2 separate regions of the Capra hircus genome follow, and region 2 is linked to region 1. The links are chromatin contacts, called in public Hi-C maps. All regions are on one chromosome and are shown on one strand. The core of a region is the stretch at or near the end of the contact, and the rest is flanking DNA. Distances in the headings are between cores, read along the strand shown.

Region 1 (3,428 bases), core at 739-3,238:
CTGCACATGGGACCCACAGTGAACTTTCTCAGGCCTCAGAGGGCCAAGAAACATGCGTGCCTCACACTTCATTTCCAACTTCCTGAGGTTCTTCTGAGCATCCATGGGGTGGAGGTATAAGGCCGGAGCCAGGTCCCAGGTCTGGCTCCAACCCTGGGGTGGACAGTATGACTATGGGTTTGTCCCTTCCCCTCTCGGTACCCCAGTTCCTCTATGTGCAAAGGAAAGAGCCCTTCTAACCATAAGCACTCTTGTATCTAGCTGACTGCAGCCTGCTTCCAAAGCCTAGGACAGCATTCTGCTGCATTGGTGATCTACGATACGCAAAACAACATGTTTTGTTCTAATAGCTTTAATACTTTCCTTCTTTCTATATGCTACTGCACAGTTCTAAACAGTTAACATGATTTTTTTAAAAGATCGTGCTTAGTCACTCAGTCCTGTGCAACTCTTTGTGACCCCATGGACTGTAGCCCGCCAGGCTCCTCTGACCATGGGGATTCTCCAGGCAAGAATACTGGACTGGGCTGCCATGCCCTCCTCCAGAGGATCTTCACGACTCAGGGATCGAACCCAGATCTCCCTGGGTTTGCACTGCAGGCGGGTTCTTTACTGCCTGAGCCACCAGGGAATTACATTCATCATTTATTTATAGCAAAGAGGTCATGGTTTCTCATTAGGATAGACATAAAAATTTTACAAGGGAGTTTAAAGAAAAACATTAAGTAGGTTACAGTTAGTTCTTGGAGGTACTGGCAAGATGCCCATAAATAACAAATCAGAGAAACATCAGGGCATGGAATTACCACCCTCTGTGAGTTAATGGACATGAGGCGGTCCACAGCGCCACCTAGTGGCACACCAGTGCATCACAGACCTTAGCAGCACCAACTGGCCAAGGGAAAGTGAAAGTGAAGTTGCTCAGTTGGGTCCGACTCTTTGCGACCCCATGGACTGCAGCCCACCAGGAATTTTCCAAGCAAGAGTACTGGAGTGGGTTGCCATTTATAGGCTGGGGTCAAAAGATCTGTGGTAGCTGGGAGAGGTAGAGAGGACGCTCCATCTGTAAACCTTTCTCGTGAATCCTTCAAGAGGAATTAGTGGTGATGCATGCAAAAAGCTGAGCCTCTTTATACCAGGCCTGCTCAACAATGAGCAGTTTTCCTTCACCATTGAGACGTGGTCTGACCTTTACAGACAGAGATGAAACCTTTAAGATAGGCAGTCCCTTCCTCTCCTGTGCCCCGGGACTTTCTATAAAGCCCACAGTTCCTTTAGGCTCCCTGGAGAAGGTGATGGCACCCCACTCCAGTACTCTTGCCTGGAAAATCCCATGGACAGAGGAGCCTGGTAGGCTACAGTCCATGGGATCGCCAAGAGTTGAACAGGACTGAGCGACTTCACTTCCTTTAGACTTAGTTTACCCCCATTCTGGTCCCTTCCTCAGGAGCAAGGACCAGGGCTCATCCATTTTTGTGGTTGGGGCCATGCACAGTTGTAGATATAGTGGCCCAGTCCCCTTTTTTCAGTGAAAACAGTAGATCTGTCAAGGCACAAGGGAGGGTCAAGGTCATGTTTGTTTCTTTGTAACCAGGCCTCTTCTGCCCCACCCCCAGCCCCCAGTTCATACTTCCCATCTTGCTTGTGGGAATAGCACAGCAAGGCCACACCCAGGGGAGCTCCTGCCCTGCCAGGGCCAGGGCTTTGCCCACACTTGAGCTCTCCTCAGGGCCTAGCACATTGTGTGGCATGCAGTTTGGGAGATAATAAATGTCTGCTAAAAGTCTGACCGGGGATCCCCTGCTCGTCTAGTGGTTAAGAATCCGCCTGCTAATGCAGGGGACATGGGTTCAATCTCTGGTCCAGGAGCATCCCGTGGAGCAGCTAAGCCCATGCCCCACAGCTACTGAAGCCTGCACGCTCTAGAGCCAGACCTCTGCAACAAGAGAAGCTGCGCAACGAGAAGCCTGTGCCCCACGACTAGAGAGCAGCCCCCTGCCGGGGGCCAGCGTGAGGAGCTCCGCCCATGGCAAAGGTCATGAGGAAGGAGGCTTGGCATACGCAAAGGCGTGATCAAGCCTCAGGAAACCCCCTGTTCCCGAGCATCCAACCCCCAAACCAGAGTCTGTTTCATGCTCTCACCTACACCTCTGACTTCATGGGGGGCTCTCCCCCATAACCATTTCTCTCGAAGAAGGAGTTAACTTGCAGCTCCAGTTAATAAAAATTCCTGGGCGTGACAAGAGTGTTTCAACTTAGAAATTCCTCTGGAGAAATCTTAAAAAAAAAAAAAAAGAAATTCCTCTGGAGGTCCTCTAGCCTCCCTGATCAGGTTCGTCAGGCCACATGTAATTGTTTACAGCCTCCCAACCTTGAGAGGCACGAGATGCTTTAAAACTTCCTAAATACAGACTCTTTTGAGAAGTTAGAAAATTATTAGTATAGTATAGTGGGTTGATTAGAAATTATATTGGTGAAGGGTTTTTTCATTTGTCCTGCCAATAATTACTGCTAATTCCCTGCCCTGGGTGTGACAAAGGTGTCTCAGATCAAACCTCTCTGCTGACAGACTAGCTTGTGTGACAACCTCTCAACCATAAACAGCACAGAGAGTTTGGAGTATTAGCATAGGGCTTTTCTCACTGTTGAGTCAGTGATTGCTGCCAGGCCTCCATATCCTTAGGCACCTGGGAATATATTAATTAATGTATTTGGAATATAGAAAAGGAAATATAGTAGTTTTGATGTTGGCAATACTAGACTTTTTGAGTTAATGAATTTTCTCTTTTGTTATAGATCACTGTACTTTGTTATAAATCACTGTGTCCTTGCTATGTAAAAATGTAACTTTATCACTATCTTAAGACTAAATAGATCTTAAGGGGAACATTGGTCAAGGGTTTACATTTGTTGAACCAATATTTGCTGCTAAATCCCCATATTCCTTGCCCTTATAATGAATATAACTAGCATATAGGAAAAATAAGTATTAACCTTTAAGATTAATCATGTTAAACCTTAGGCTAAGTAAATTCCTTTCCTAGCTGTAACTCACTACACCCTCACCCTATAGGAATGGAACTTTATTTGGAGGGTGGCGCCTGATTTAAGAAAAAATCACCCCTGGAAAAATAAGTTTTCTGTTTAACTGACCGGTATCAGAAAGGGCCATAAAATGTCAGCAGGTCTCATGGCCAGAAGATGCTGTCAAACCCATAAGACCTTTGTATAATTTTATATGAAGCACCTGATTGTGACAAGGGTCAGGTCTGCTGACCCCTGCGTGACTCTGTATTCATCCCTATGTATAACAAAAAGGTATATAAACAAACCTAAAAAATAAAGAAATCTGATCAGTTTCTGGAAAGACTGATTCCCCCATGTCGTTTCTTTCTTGCTCCCCGTTTTTCTGGCTGAATTCCCATCTG
Region 2 (3,130 bases), core at 240-2,739, 41 kb before region 1:
TAATGAAGCATGTGGCCTCTCCCGGCTCCCGCCCTCCTACTGCGAGCACGCTGGGGCCACGGATCACGTTGTTTATACAATGGTCCTGCCACGGTGGCCGAGGCGCGCTCAGTAGGCTGCAAGCATGGGGCAACGTGTGGGCATCCCTGTTGGGAGTGTGTGTGTGTGTGCACGCGCGCGCGCGTATGTGTCTGTGCGTGTGCATGTGTGAGTGGGTGCGTGAGTGTGAGTGTGGGGGTCGAGGGTGCGGGCCGGTCTGCCAGCGTCCCCGCCTGGGTGGACACTGCCGTCGGAGGGGCCGCGGCCCCGGGCTCACAGGAAGTTGGGCTCCCGCACCACGAGGCAGGGCGGGCCTCCGCTGCCCCCGCCGCCGTCCAGGGGCCGGTACACGAAGTGGAAGTCGCGCTTGGGCTCGCTCCGCAGCAGGTAGCCCTTGATGCGGTGTGGCAGCGCCTCGTCGGCCAGCTGGAAGCTGCGGCCGTCCACCAGCACGAAGAGCCGGTAGTCCTGCGGCTGCACCACCTCGAACTTCTCCGCACACTGGGCGCACAGCGCCTCAGCCAGCGTGTCCGCCCGCGACGCCAGCGTCCGCGACTGCTGCTCCGGCTCCAGATACGACACGCAGATGAAGTCCTGCGGGGCGAGACGGAGGGGGTCACAGTTACCGGCTGGGCCAAGCCCACGTCCTGTCTCAACCCCTGCCCCGATGCTGGGAGCTTGGACAGGACAAGCTGCGTGGCCTTGTCCTCTTTGGGCCCCCCGATTCCTCTCCATAGACAGCGGATGGATGGCAGGAGGGGTCGTGAGGCTGGCCGTCGGGGCACCTGCGGCTGACCATGCTGTGTGACCTCAGGCAAAGACCCTCCCTCTCTGAGCCTCAGCTCTCACTGGGTCAGTCTTGGCCTGGACACAAAGAGTGAGCGCGCCCCCTGGTGGCCAGTCCACGGGCTTGCCGTCACTGAAAAAATCTATTTTTCACTTTCTCTTCTTCCCCTGCATTCCAGGCACTCCGCTGGGCACACGGGGCAGCATAAATAAAATCAAAGATTCAGACCCACCCCCAGCATTCCATGGCTCAGCTGGAACAGCTAAGGCAGGCTGAACAGTTCTTCAGGCCCTAGGGCTGGAGGGGCCTGGGGATGGAAGGGGTGGTGTTCCCAGGAGGAACAGGCTGGCAGGGAAGGGCGGGGGAGAAGACTTGGGGGGAAAAGATGGAGAGTGTTTGCAGAAAACAGCACATTCACACCTGAGTCCACCGGAGACCGTGGAAGGAGTCCCTGCCTGACTTTGAATCTGCTCCCACTCACTGTGTGACGACCTCTCTGAGTCTCCATTTCCACTACTGCAAAGGGGGGATAAAACCAGTCCTTTCTCTGTGCCTGGAGGTGGATCACAGAAAACTGGCTCAGAGCCTGTTAGGTTCCCCTTTCCCCTAAGGGCCCAGAGGGCGGGCAGGAAGTGTGTGCGCGGGGCTGCCCCCTTGTGGAAGGATGGTAACAGCACAGCGGTCTCCTGAGGCCGCCTAGTTCAGAATGGAGATAATTAGTGACTACAGAGTAGTGCCAGGCTCTGTGCCAAGAGTCCCTGGGATCACTTCTTTTTTTCTTCCTGGGAGGGGAAAGCCCAGCCCGCTTCCCTGGGTCTCGGTGACTGCCTGTGCTCTCCTCAGCCACCAGCAGGCCTCCCCAGAGCCCTTGACATCCGATGACTTTCAGGCTCTGGGCTTTCCCTCCGGAGGGTAGGGATTTACCGTGTGTGGTGCAGAGGAGACACTGGGAAGGGGGCAGACAGCGGTGCCCTCCTCAGACCCCAGAAACAGTGCTGATAAGTCTCATTCCAAGCCTCTTCCTGAGCTCTGCCTCCTTAGTGGGACGCACTGATGATGCTCAGCATTGGGAATCCACGAGGTAGAAGCAAGAAGGAAGGAATGCGAGGGACCAAGAGTGCTCACATTCCAAGAGTTGGTGGAGGGGCAGCTGTCCCAGAAGGCAGGAGGGAATGCTGGGGTGCTGCAGCTGCACTCGCCAACTTATGCTGGCTCATACCAGCTTGAGAAAGCCAACTGTGTACATCTCTTTCCAACTCCAAGTTCCATGATGCCAAGTTAGTAGCTTGGAATCAGCCACGGTGGCAGTATTTATAGTAATACCATGGAAATTGACAGAAGCAAAGATCAGAGCCTTTTTTTTTTTCTTTCTCCCCCAGAGAACCAGTTACTAAACATTATCAGGACACCACTGATTAGAGGAGGAGGGACATCAGCTTGGCTGATGTTAGAACATGTACTGGGGAGGCAGAGCTCAAATGTGCCAGAGTCCCCCTGTGCTGACAGGAAAACCGCATCCCAGAGAGGTTAAAAGACACGGCTTAGGGTCACACAGCAAGCTAGTACAGAGCTGGGTCCATACTGTGAGCCTCTTGCCTCCCAGGCCTGGGCTCTCCCAGTTACAGAAAGGCCATGTGGAAAGCAGCCAGGCATGGGATTCAGGTCCAGTGTGCTCTGGGTGCCAGTGACGTGAGTCTGGAGACCTAGTCACAGCTCTGGACTGCAGCTTGATTCACTGTCCTAACTCCTGCCACTGTGCACACTCCCCAGTCCCACTCTGGCCCAGGCCCTGAGACATGTGAGCAATAGGGCCTGCTCTCTCAGGGTTACAGCTTTATACATTGTTGGTTACAGTACAGGGTATATGCGCTACAATAGAAGCAGCAGCAGCAGGAAGCACTTCTAACCCATGCCATAGGGAATGGGGGGGGGCAGGCGGGGGTGTCAGGGAAGGCTTTTCAGAGGAGGGGCTGTTGGAGACACTGAGGCTGGGCAGTAGCAGCTGGTGAGGAAGGGGAGATGGACCAGCATGGGCTGAGTTGAGCTCAGGGTGTTCATAGCTGTTCTGATGCATGAGTTTGAGCAGGCTCCAGGAGTTGGTGATGGACAGGGAAGCGTGACATACTGCAGTCCATGGGGTCGCAAAGAGTCAGGCACGACTGATCGACTGAACTGAAATGAACTGATCTGATGCAGCCTCGGAGGTGTGGGATAATGGGATGGGTGGGGGCAGGAGTCTGGCCACCAGTGATTTTGAACACTGAGTCTGTACAGACAGAAGTGGGGAAGGATGGGTGGGTGGGT

What was found. Hi-C and Micro-C count contacts between places; a contact is called where the count stands out from the background.
Region 2: a contact with region 1 is called in a Hi-C map of blood, with 3 times the contacts expected there. The contact joins two enhancer-like sites. A contact is called at or near these places in 3 of 5 Hi-C or Micro-C datasets (all in blood).

What each region holds. Positions count from the first base shown.
Region 1 is chr21:56,789,356-56,792,783 of ARS1.2, reverse strand. All of the region lies in intron 3 of RIN3 (ras and Rab interactor 3), which reads right to left. Among named protein-coding and RNA genes, the nearest start is that of RIN3, 90 kb to the right of the region's middle. Within about 2 kb of position 1,988, at least 1 of the 5 cell types and tissues checked has an H3K27ac peak or open chromatin away from gene starts, as enhancers often do.
Region 2 is chr21:56,830,375-56,833,504 of ARS1.2, reverse strand. RIN3 (ras and Rab interactor 3) reads right to left here. Exons shown (of 10, transcript XM_018066144.1): 10 at 1-633. The coding sequence ends at 313. Among named protein-coding and RNA genes, the nearest start is that of LGMN, 51 kb to the left of the region's middle. Within about 2 kb of position 1,489, at least 4 of the 5 cell types and tissues checked have an H3K27ac peak or open chromatin away from gene starts, as enhancers often do.